Linked DNA regions of Hermetia illucens: region 2 is linked to region 1. Evidence: chromatin contacts called from public Hi-C data. All regions are on one chromosome and are shown on one strand. Each heading gives the region's core, a stretch centred on a gene start, on an enhancer-like site or on the middle of the called end of the contact. The rest is flanking DNA. Distances are from core to core; before and after follow the strand shown. Region 1 holds the start of LOC119658948 (small G protein signaling modulator 3 homolog). Region 2 holds the start of LOC119659399 (protein spartin).

Region 1 (6,189 bases), core at 3,521-6,020:
CACAGTTCAAGAATATTGTGTGAAAATTTGAAACGAATCGGTGTAAAACTAATGAAGATACAGCGATTCAAGCAACTACGCCTCATGCATGATTCAGCGCGGACTCGGGTTCGACTAGCAAAAGGCTGCAGCTGCTAATGCATTGGATGGATTCAAACATACGTATAATGCTCTTCCCAAGGCTGTTTTGGATGCCATCAATCCTTATCTACTAAGATCTGCGCAAAGATGCTCTCCTGGAGCAATGTGCTGGAGGTTTTGCGCAGAACGGCGACGAGAATTCAAACCAACTTCATCATCATCAACGATGCAACCATCGGTATCCAGTCTAGGCCTGCCTTAATAGGGAACTCCAGACACTCCGGTTTTGCGCCGAGGTCCACCAATTCCATATCCCTAAAAGCTGTCTGGCATCCTGACCTACGCCAAGGCTCCAACTCAGGCAGCGTCTGCTACGTCTTCTTTTTCTACCATAGATATTGCCCTTATAGACTTCGCGGGCTCCTTCTCATCCACACGGATTAAGTGACCCGCCCACCGCAACCTGTTGAGCCGGATTTTATCCACAACGGTCGTGGTATCGCTCATAGATTTCGCCGTTATGTAGGCTACGGAGTCGTCCATCCTCATGTAGGGGGCCAAAGATTCTTCGGAGGATTCTTCTCTCGAACGCGGCCAAGAGTTCGCAGTTTGTTTGTTAAGAACCCAAGTCTCCGAGGAATACATAAGGACTGGCAAGATCATAGTCTTGTACGGCAAGAGCTTTGACCCTATGGTGAGACGTTTCGAGCGACACAATTTTGTAAGCTGAAATAGGCTCTGTTGGCTACCAACAACCGTGCGCCGATTTCATCGTCATAGCTGTTATCGGTTGTGATTTTCGACCCTAGATAGGAGAAATTATCAACGGTCTCACAGTTGTAGTCTCCTATCTTTGTGCCGCAGCGGGGTTAACAACACTCGAAATTTATTTCGAATGTTGTTAATTCGATTGACAGTTGCCACCACCGGTGTTCTCCGTGGCGGAGTAGGCCTGGATTTGGTCGAAAAAGCCACCAGATGTACGATCCCGTGTAAATTTGCGCCTACCTCAAAAAACTAGGTCCGCGGGGGATACTGGCGACGGCCACCCAGAAGGCTTCGCCACGTCTCCTAACAATTTATGACTCATTCTCAAAACGAAAATTTATGACTCTCTCAGTAGATACTGGTGCGGAGGTTTCGGTTCTCCCCGTGCCCCGGCATCACCAGCTATTTTTTCAACCTTTGAAACTTGCGGCGGAAAATTCCTCGCACATTAACACCTAAGAGCACAGACAAGTGGACGTGAGTCTTGGCTTGCGTAGAACGTTCCCGTGTCGATTCATCCTGGCGGATGCCAACTTCCCCATTTTAGCCGCAGACTTCTTGTGTCAATATGGGTTGCTGGTGGACTTGCAGAACAGGTTCCTTATAGACTCCACAACCAACCTTAATTCGTCAGGCCAAATCTCATCTCTTCCTAACAACAAACTTTCCGTACTTTTGGAGGACATTACTGACTCTCCGTGTTCGGGCACTTCTCCAAAAGTTCAGCCCGGAATGTAGTCTCCCTTAGCCAGTGAAGCACAATATGCAGCATCACATTAACACTACTGGTTTCCCTACTTTCTCAAAGGTGCGTCTCCTACCACCCCAGAAGCTGGCTATTGCAAGAAAAGAATTCGAACATCTTATGCAACAGAGTATCTGCGTCTTCCTCACTCCATATGGTCCCTAAGCCAAATGATGAATGGCGCCCCCGTGGAGATTACAGAAGGCTAAACGCACAGACTGTTCCAGACCGATATCCTATTTCACTCATACACGACTTTGCGCATCATCTCGCAAACTGGCGCATCTTTTCGACCTTGGATTTAACCAAGGCGTATCACCAAATCCAGAAGACATTTCAAAGACGGCAATATGCACACCCTTTGGACTCTTCGAGTTCACACAGATGACTTTCGGGTTGTACAATGCGGCGCAAACCTTTCAAAGGTTAATTCACTCGTTCTTGCGAAACCTCGACTTCTGTTTCGTATATTTGGATGATGTTTTGGTCGCTTCTTCCTCAATTACCAGCTTTCCGCGCCCGAAAACTGTGAAGGATTTGCGGAGGTTCTTGGGCATGCTAAACTTCTATTGTCGTTTCCTGCACAAGACCGCCCAACACAAGTCCGTTTTGAAAACGTGCTCGTCTGGCCCAAAAAAAAAAGAACACACGAGAGATTGTGTCGTCTGAAGAGGCTGTCCGCGCGTTTGATAAATCCCGACAACTGGCTGGTGCTGCATTTCCTCGTTTTTGTTGATGCCTCTGATATGGCAGTAGGTGCTGCTCTTCACCAAAAGGTGAATCAAGTCTGGCAGCCGTTGAGCTTCTTCTCCAGAAAGTTAAACCCCAACCCCGCTGCGCCACATCTTCATTGTTTTCGTTTGACCAGTGCGATTCTATGTTGTTCGTGCTTTTGGCTTTGGCGCTACCGTTGCGACCATATACTTCGTCTTGTTTTCATTAATGTGCAGCCCAAGATCTCGCGCCGCCTGCTCGATCTGGATGAAGGTAGACTGACATCTCGGGTTGTTCTTCCCATGATGTAGATATCTTCAACGTAGGCCAGTAGTTAGGTGGATTTGAAGGGGATGGTGGCTCTCGCATTTACATCGGCATCGCGAATCACTTTTTCCAGGGCCAGGTTGAAGAGGACGCATGATAGGTCATCCCCTGGTCGTAGACCGTTGTTAATGTTGAATGATCTCGAGAGTGATCCTGTTGCTTTTATCTAGCCTCGCACATTGGTCAAGGTCATCCTAGTCAGTCTTATCAACTTCGTTGGGATACTGAATTCTCTCATGGCCGTGTACAGTTTTACCCTGGCTATGCGGTCACAGGCGGCTTTAAAATTGATGAAAAGATGGTGCAACTGATGTCCATATTCCAACAGTTTTTCCATTGTTCGCCGCAGAGAGAAAGTCTGATCTGTTGCTGAATTGTCTGGATTGAAGCCTCTTTGGTATAGGCCAATGATGTTCTGGGCGTATAGGGCTATCCGGCCTAGTAAGATATAGGAGAATATCTTATAGATTGTACTCAGCAACTCAGCATCAAAATACTCAACCCATCGCTCCAATATGCCCATTCTGTCGGAAATCAGATTTCCCTCTTTGTCTCGGCAGGATGAACATCGAATGCCATACTTTAACGTACGACTGGTTTTAGTAAATACATTTAAACTATGCACGAATTAAACCGCCAAACCTGATAATAGTGTCTTCGATTTTCGGACAAAACAGCAGCCTTGATCTCAAAACTCTCATGATCCAACACTTATTGGGGTGCAAAACCCCTCTGTAGGGTTGAAAACAAACAATTTTCACCAACAATTTTGGAACATCCAAACTATAGTCTAAAACAATTTCGGGTTAATTTAATACACAGGATTCTTGGGAATCAATTTTTTGCCTTTCCTGAAAAAAGACGTTTCGGTAAATGTGATTTTTGGAACTAGCCCCCCCGCCCTTCCTAATCTCAGGACGGTCAACGAATATGTTGCCCTTGAAAAACTTGGCGCAAGGCAGTCAGGGAAAACCCAGGCTTCTCACATTGTCAAAAAACGGAGCGATGTTATTGATGAGATATTCCACTAACACTGCTATACCCTTCTAAACGTTTATTCACGTAAAGTAATCATTGAAATCGCGAAAGCAAACGCCGGGTAGTGCTGAGCAAGCAGAAAAAAATGTCTGCGGTATCTAACACTGAACCTCACAATCCCACAAAAGCCTGCACATCGTACGGTAAACAATAGATTTTTTGTAATTCAATATTTATACATGCATGCAGACATGCGGCAACTTTAGCCAGACAAACCGATAAATCAAATGATACAATCATTTGGCGATTTCGGGTAAAGTCGCTCCCCCGCTCGTTAGCCACAAGGGCGGTCGCGTAGACCCATTTCTTCGCTATGACTTAGCACTATCTCCAATCCTAACTTCCTCAAAACTACTAACTTACACAGTAGAAGGGTTGTTTACGCCACTCACTTCCTCCTCTATTTCATAATTCCTCGAAACGGCGCTACTACTCCTTGATACGCAGTTAATTTGATTAACACGTACAACACAATATCACAAGACTTATTTGCACTGCTCCGAAATTAACTCAACAATAAATTGCTTCAGAAAAAACTTACTGAGAACAATTTTGGAGTTGAATATCCACTGCACTTCTCAGCCCCGGCGAAATTGAACTACAAATATTTCACTCCGCGGCGAATAATTCACTAGGCCGAGAGTACATATTCTATCTGAATATGTTAAAATCAGTTTCGAAGCAGAATAATACGTCAAAATTAAGCCAAACTGCACACGATACTTTTTCGTGTGCACAACCCAGTACCGAATAGTACAAAACACTTGATTATGACACTTATTATTGGGATGCCCTGACAATCCGAAACATTTTCGGACAATGGCCTTTTGACAAATGACTTTCCTGTACAGCAAGCCCACTAGGGGTGCCCGATGTAAAGATTTATGTAGAGTTTTACGTTCTTCTCTACTTTTGATAGAATATTATAAGTTTTCATATGTGATTCCTCTTCTCCGCTTTGATGGAAGGTCGTGGTAATGATGTAACAACATTTTAAACCGGTCTCTAGTCATTACTCATTTGTAAACAAACAGAAGTTTCCGAAAACGATGACGTCATCGACCATATGACTACTACCAATTCTGACATCAGTGACGTTCACCTGACACCTATGCAGAGAAACGAAAAAAACAGGAACACAAGCTACAATCTCCGCAAATGTCAAGACGGCAACAGATTTTATTTATTTAGCGTAGATTTTCTTTAAATTGCTTGTGGGGGAGTTGCACGTACGGGTCCTGCCGAGTGTAATGGAGATGGCAAAGCAGTTATTTGGCTCGCGCGACCACGAAGGCTACGTGGGCAAAGAGGAACATGCCGTAAGTACTCCAAAATCTTCATATCTCGCCCACGATGAAAAGTATTTCTCCCCTAATCGATTGTCTGGTAATGTTACGTTCAACAGCGCAAATTAGAGACAGCGATATCAGAGGATGATAACGACTTCCCGGAAGCTACGGACGAACTGAGCGTCGTTGATGGCTTGCGACCTTCGCCCGGTGGCCCGTTCTCGGCTTTAACACCATCAATGTGGCCACAAGATATTTTGGCGAAACTGGGTCAGCCAGAGTCGGACGATCCAAATGACCAGCCAGATTACCGTTTCGATGAATTCGGCTTCCGAGTGGAAGAGGAGGATGGCCCCGAGCAAAATTCCAAGAAACTTTTAGGCATTCCGTTTATTGAGGACCCACCACATCGCTTGCAGTGGATCGCCCACCTGGAATTCTCGCATAATAAGGAAGCAAGTGAACTGACGTGGGAGAACATCGACATTGTACTGCCCCGTACAGAGAAACTACGAAACATGGTCCGTGAAGGAATTCCACACTCACTGCGACCGCAGATGTGGATGCGTTTATCGGGTGCTCTACAGAAAAAGCTCAACTCGGAAATATCCTACAAAGATGTCGTTAAAACGTCCAGCAATGATGCCTTGATGACGTCCAAACAAATCGAGAAAGATCTGTTGCGAATTCTGCCAACGAATGCCTGCTTCAGCAGTCCAAATGGGACAGGAATCCCTCGCCTGCGAAGAATCCTACGTGGTATTGCCTGGCTTTTTCCTGATATCGGTTACTGCCAGGGGACAGGTGTGATTGCCGCCTCTCTACTGCTGTTCATGGAGGAGGAAAATGCCTTTTGGATGCTTGCCACAATCGTGGAGGACCTGCTCCCGGCCTCATATTACTCGTCAACCCTGCTGGGCATCCAGGCTGATCAGCGAGTATTACAAACATTGATTGCGAACTACTTGTCCTCAGTTGATGATACCCTTAAATGCCATGACATCGAACTCTCTCTGATCACGTTGCACTGGTTTCTGACGATTTTCGCGAATGTCGTCCACATGAAGATTCTATTAAGGTCTGTTCTTCAATTCAGCCGAATCCAACTTTCAATCAAAACTAATGATTTCTTTCTTTTAAAGAATTTGGGACTGGTTCTTCTATGATGGCTCAATCGTCCTATTCCAAATTACCCTTGGAATGCTGAAAATCAAAGAAGACGCGCTC
Region 2 (6,450 bases), core at 286-2,785, 130 kb before region 1:
CTCGCAACGCCTGGGCTAGCTCAGAGTAAGTTCGAGGTCTGCTTTGCTGTGTGTCAGTCCCATTTGTAGCGCTTGCGTTCGAGCTTGTGACTGAAGTGGCGTTCCCAGCCGCGTTTTGTTTTTCGCTTAAAACCCCGATCCTCTGAACGAGTTCTGCTCGGGCGCGTTTAATTTTATGGATCATACGGCATGCATTGTCCCACTCAGATCGCACCAATTCCATGTTCTCAGGTACCTTTACGGGAATTGCAAGCGTCTCGTCAATTGCCTCGACAGCCATTTTGTAGAGGTTTAGGGCGTGATGAGGATGATCTTCCTCCTCTTGCTTGATGGCATCGTCAACCAAGTGGAATGCCTCATCATGCTTGCATTTGATTTTATCGAATGTTGATATGAAGTCATCGTCTGCGGACATTTTGGAAGCTCAGTTGGCTTGGAATCACTGGAAGAAAAAAACGGAAAGTGCAATTAACCACAAGTAAGCAAACAGCTTCTGACTAGACACCACAAAGCCAGAGGCTTATTTCTCGCATTTGATATCAATTTCTAAACATTCTTATCAGTGCGCAAAGATGAAACTAATTTTGTGGGGAATGACTCATTTTTCAGTGGAATCCGAGGTGGCATTAATTGGATTACAGATAAATGAGAGCTCCTGGATCTATCATCTCACCTACAGCGCTTGATTCGATTGGACTAGCCAACTGCGTCGTGGAGCCGAGTTGCAATGACCGGTTAGTACTCAACCGCCGACAGATAAGCACGCGAGGGACGTTGTTATGATTCTGACGACAAACCTAAACAAAGGGAGAAATATCAAGGTCACTTCCTTAATTGAAATAGAAGCTTCTGTTAACTCTAGAATTGACGACTTTTTAAAGCGCTTAATGAAGAGCCCGTTCCATTCGACAGATCTGGACTTTGTGCTGAAAGTGGGCACCGACACCGAAACTTTGCTCTCGAATACTGAGGTCAGCACTTGCTCCTTCACGCGTTTTTGTATGCCAACCCATTGGGGAACACGTATCCAAAAACTCATAGCCACTATATCACACCACTCTACTTCCTGCACACTCAAGCGCCGAGATTGAAATTGAATTCCAAATTGCGAAATTAGTCATTTACGGGTCAAATGCCAATGATGCAGCCCAGCGCCACGGGTATAAACAAACTGAATCTAATTACGATTCGCAGGAGCAATACAGCCATAAGAGCTACTCCCCTACCCGCCATTAAATTGGGAACAGTAATCATATCGTGCTTAAGCCAGCGGAAAAAGCAAAACTCAATTAATGTCGGTGCAGAATCTATTTTTCTGCAGGGAAACTTCACAGGCTATTACTCACGGAATTAATGTTGATTTACCTTCGTTTACTTCACTCCAAATTCGGGACAGCAGTTCGGAGCAACGTGCGCTATGAATCAATGGCAGCAATGGTCGCTCGGAAGGAAACGAGCGTAAACAACAGTCAATTGGACTACCACCTCGCACCCTGCGGGACTTGATGTTTTGACATCTTAAGGAATTTACCCAATGAATCTGGTGACGTCACGATACAGCTGTTGATAACGTTTGTTTTGAAGCAAGTGCAAGTATTTACAGTGGCTGATAAAACCATTTGCTATGCAATTGGTAGCTTGCACTTTCTTTTTCTTTTGTTGACCAGATAGAATACAGCTTCTTATTAATTGTACTATTTTGTAGAATCACTTTTTGATGGCAAAAATCGATTACAAAGTGCGTTAATTTAAACATATAAAAACGCTCCGGAAAGTCAAGCCCGGCCGAACCTATTGTGACGTCACGTTGGCATAACAAATCCGTATGGAGGAAATTATGCAGTATAAAGTGAGTTTGTAGAATTTTTAGAAAAAAAGTAAATTACGCAGCTACCATATGGGAAGTCACTTTGGGAAATATTTTATATGTACCATTTGAAGCAAAAAAAAAAACACAGAAATTTATTCGAACAGGCTCGTCGTACAAACGTTCCTGGGATATACATATAAATCCGTTGCAATCGCCGTTTCAATGTAAACATATCTTTAATTCAATGATAACAAGAATCGAAACAATCTACATTCTTCACTTGTTCCGCTATTTCATTCAACATAATCTGGGGAAAGTAATCACCGTTTCGGTTTGAATTTCGGGTATGTTAGCGAGCATAAGAGTAGCTTCCCTGAAAGTCAACATACTAGTCGGATTCGAAAAGTTGGATAATTCAATCTCCCTCACGTCATCCCCACAGCTTAATTTTTTTAACGTATTGTTTTGGACTCACTAAAATGCATAGCTTTGAGGAAAAATTGCGGTTAGTTATGAATTAAAATAGAGAAACCAGAACAGCTCATTCGCGCGCATGCCAACAAAAAAAAAATTAAGACCCATGCGCACACATGAGGAAATAACATATCAGACGGTGTCGGTGAGACCCGCGCTATTGGACTTCTGCCCTATTTAAGCATCCCCTTGCTTAATTCGCCCATTTCTTGACAATTCATCGAGAAAAAGGTACTATATATATACATCGTAACTGCTAGACGCATCAGGTATAAAAGGTTTTGTGTTTCCTTATGTTAGGAATGATGAGTGTATGACAGTTCTGTGTGTAAACAGTTAAAAATTCCATTGCAATCTATTTTTTAAAAAGCCATTTACGCAAACAATTTGATCTGGAAAGGATTGTATTGATAACAGTCAACCTCATACGCTTCACACTAGGAATTTAATGTTATTAGCAAGTTAACTAACAACAGATACAAAAATTATGACGTCAGCATTTTATTTGCATGAAATTGATAAGTTTAAACTGCTATAACTTTGACAGTAATAGCCTCATTTCCACGAAACTTGGCACGCGTATACGCGATACTGTCCTCTACCCCGATGATAGGGGTCTTAGGATAAACTTAAGGGGGTTTTCAGTCAATTTCTAAAAGTTGGTTATATACTATTAGTAAGTTTATTTGAATAGATGTAGAAATGGGACATATTTTGAGGTCTAGATTTCATATAAACACACCATGATGATTTTTTTTTCAGATTTTTGGATTGGGTAGTTTCCGAAAGTGAGCCCTGTTTCACTTTTAATGTGCACCTTTTGACTTCTTACTCACGCACATTACAAACAACGTCAAAACTAATATTATTTTAGAAAGTACTAATCGAGTCTTTTCATTTGATACCCCACATGACTATATCCAGTGAAAAAAATCTTACATCACCCCTTTGCATGTATAGGGAGCTCCTTTTTAAAATTCACGTAAATTTAGATCAGTCACTGTATGCGTGGGATTTCATAGCTCCCGCCTGTTCATCAAATTTCACCCGGATCGTATTTATGTTGTGCTTAGACTCCGTTTTCGTCGCTAGTAAAGTTTTATTTCGCAAATATTAGTATTTGGAAGCCGGAAGTAGCAGTGGATAGGTCACATATTAAGGGGGTCACCTCGGGTGTCAGATCCGCGGAATTGATTTTTTTTTGCATCAATTGGATCTAGACATATAGTAGAATATATGGACAAAGCGATTTTTCGATATTAGGTTAAACACGTAATAAGTCACATACCAGATTTATGACGATCGCCGTAATAAAGCGCGTATTTATTGGTCCGAATGACTTCACTAAAAGGACAAGAATTGAAGCCAAAACTGTAAATATGTTTCTTGAAGTAACCTAAGGTTTATGGACTAGGTATAGCAGATTAATGATCAGTTAAGATTTTATAGCTAAAAATCATATTCTACTTTTTAAATGCGTTTTTCTCGAAACTGCAAGTTGAAAATCTGCTGCCAACATAATCCAAAATCTATCCAACGAAATTCTTTGAAATTTTCACGAGATATTCAGAACATATTTCTACAGTCCGCAAACTAGGATAATTGCGATTCATTCTGTAGTTTTTTTTTATTCATTAAAGAAGTCTTAAAAAACTCCAAAAATCACAAAAACAAGTTTAACACTGCGCCAAAAATTTAGCTTTTAATATTTTTTAATAATCCTAGTTTGCGGACTGTAGTTAAGTCTGCACGTTAAAACGCCGTTTATTTTTTTCTTTAAGATGCTCGCAGCGCCCTCTGGCTTGGCAGCAGAAAAAACCTGTTTTTGGAGATGGGTGTATAAATTGCTCTGTATTCCAATAATGAACTACGCTGGCGGGCTGTAAAAATTATTACGCATGCTCAAGATATTAATAAATATATGGTGAAAAATTGGTATTTGTATCTTTGTCCAGTTCGTCACAAAAAAAAATTCTAAAAAAGCAAAAAAAACGGCCTTCACACGGGATGACCCCCTTAAGGAGGACCCACAATTACATTACTGGCTAGGTCATGCAGTGGAGTCCACTCTCCCAAGATGGCCGATGGGCAGGTCGCCCCAAGGGGGCTTGGCGCAGAACTGTAGAGAAGGAGTGCAGGGATCTGAAGTGTTTTTCAGGGAACTGGCGCGTAGGTGTGGATGACGCGCTATACCCCACCAACGGGTAAATTGGAAACAAGTTGAAAATTGGTCTAGAACAGACGATCCTAGATCCATGGAATTAGGAGCATAATTTTGGAAATTGGTAGTCATTTTATGTTCTCAAAGTTCCAAGCAAATCCAAAATTGAAATGTCGTTTTTGGTGTCATTTGGTAAGATAATTAGGATGTGCCCAATCTTTGATACAAGACTCTTGGAATCCATTCTAGACAGAGTGCAACTATAATTGTCCACTGAGATCTCAAGTAAAAACTTAATAACCGCTAATGAAGGCTCTCAGTAATTTTTGTCATTTGCAATCAGTACTTTCAGTACTAATTATGTCCTCAGGAAATCTCAAATCTCTTCCTCAGGAATCTTAAAATTGGCATTTTACAAAACAGGGCCATGGATTACAACGTAGACAGCGCACCGGCAAATTTTCCTATATTTGTTTGTCTAGTTTTTGCAAAAATGCGCACGAAGAACTATCTTCATTACAAAATCGTTTATCATATCAAAGTATCCAACGATTTTACTCCGAAAACTTTATTCTACACAACTTCTGCTTTCTGGTAATGCCTTGTCGAAATCTGGCCAAATGTTGACTATTCGGGAAATCAAATGTCAAAGCAAATCAAAATGTTCGGATCAAAATGTGATTTTGACATTTATTTCAGTAGTGATAAAATTTCGATTAGTATCCGCACGTTGAATGGTTGACCGTTTTTTTTCAATGCCAAATCAATTCCCAGCATCACTTCACACCAGTCTGCTTTCATTTTGAATGTGGCGGACCCTATAGAAATATTGTAAATGAATTGTGTAGTTCCAATGTTTAGATACTGAGAAATTATATAACGAAAGCTGCAATTTGCGTCGACTTGTATAATTGCTCAGCGTTTTTTTCATTAAAAACATATGTGAAATTTGATAGCGTGTTTATTTAGGCAACAGAAAATCAGATCCAAGAAATGCTATGCTTTGAGAAAACACGGTGAAAGGATGTTATCAATTTTTCAGGTACTTCTCATGGAATACATTCTGCCGGGAACTGTGTAAATCTTTTGCGCCTATTCCAGTAATGTCATTGAAAAGCCGCTACTTCGGGAAATGTCGAAAACGCCGGATAATACCAATAAGCGCGTCCCATCTAATAAGCAAATGTTCCGAAACGAGAGACAACTATCCAACTTTAGTCTGGAATGGCGGGAATTTCTGTGCGGCTGGAGCGCCGCCTTCTTCAACATTGGTCTCACATATCCTATTCATAAGATGATATTTCGCCAAATGCTGCACGGCGTGCCATTCTCGTCGGCCTTTGCCCAGTTGCGCCATGAAGGCATTGGGTACCTGTATCGCGGTATTCTCCCACCGCTAGCACAAAAAACTATTTCGCTGTCGATCATGTTCGGCGTGTACGATGGCTCGCGTAAAGCGCTCACCAAGTCCATGAACATGGGCGAGTATAGTGCCAAGTGTTGCGCAGGACTGATAGCAGGGAGTTTGGAGGCAGGCCTGCTGCCGTTCGAGCGAGTACAAACTCTTCTTGCCGATCAAAAGTATCACACTAGGTTTAGGAATATGCCGGACTGCTTCAAGTACGTTATTTTAGTGAAATTAGTTGGGAAGGGTGTCAAGTTCTGTTCTCTTCTGTTTTGCAGATACGTATACGCCCACCATGGTGCTAAGGAGTTGTTTAGGGGCATGGTTCCTGTGCTGTTTAGAAACGGGCCTTCGAATTCCATGTTTTTCTTGATGCGGGAAGAAGCTGCAGCGAAGTTACCAAAACATGTAAGAATTGACTTCTGCGTTCTTGTCCTTAGTATTTTGTCTACGACTTTATTGAACAACTCAATCTACTTTGCTCCCAAATTTCAGAAATCTTCAACCCTGCAGTCACTGCAGGAATTCGCGTCTGGTGCTATAATTGGGGCAAGTTTAAGTGCACTTTATTACCCATTCAATGTGATCAAGGTGTCGATG

Evidence for each region. A called contact is a pair of places that touch in the nucleus more often than the background predicts.
Region 2: a contact with region 1 is called in a Hi-C map of an unstated tissue, with 6 times the contacts expected there. The contact joins the promoter of LOC119659399 here to the promoter of LOC119658948 in region 1. A contact is called at or near these places in 2 of 2 Hi-C or Micro-C datasets (an unstated tissue and whole body).

What each region holds. Positions count from the first base shown.
Region 1 is chr6:56,586,632-56,592,820 of iHerIll2.2.curated.20191125, reverse strand. It overlaps LOC119658948 (small G protein signaling modulator 3 homolog), which reads left to right and starts at 4,770. Exons shown (of 4, transcript XM_038066820.1): 1 at 4,770-4,992; 2 at 5,079-6,040; 3 at 6,105-6,189. The coding sequence starts at 4,924. LOC119658947 (ATP-binding cassette sub-family B member 6, mitochondrial) reads right to left here and starts at 4,476. Exons shown (of 8, transcript XM_038066818.1): 1 at 4,066-4,476.
Region 2 is chr6:56,713,700-56,720,149 of iHerIll2.2.curated.20191125, reverse strand. It overlaps LOC119659399 (protein spartin), which reads right to left and starts at 1,535. Exons shown (of 5, transcript XM_038067467.1): 1 at 1,347-1,535; 2 at 1-442. The coding sequence starts at 415. It overlaps LOC119659996 (mitochondrial nicotinamide adenine dinucleotide transporter SLC25A51), which reads left to right and starts at 5,080. Exons shown (of 4, transcript XM_038068373.1): 1 at 5,080-5,276; 2 at 5,488-6,065; 3 at 6,129-6,258; 4 at 6,346-6,450. The coding sequence starts at 5,578.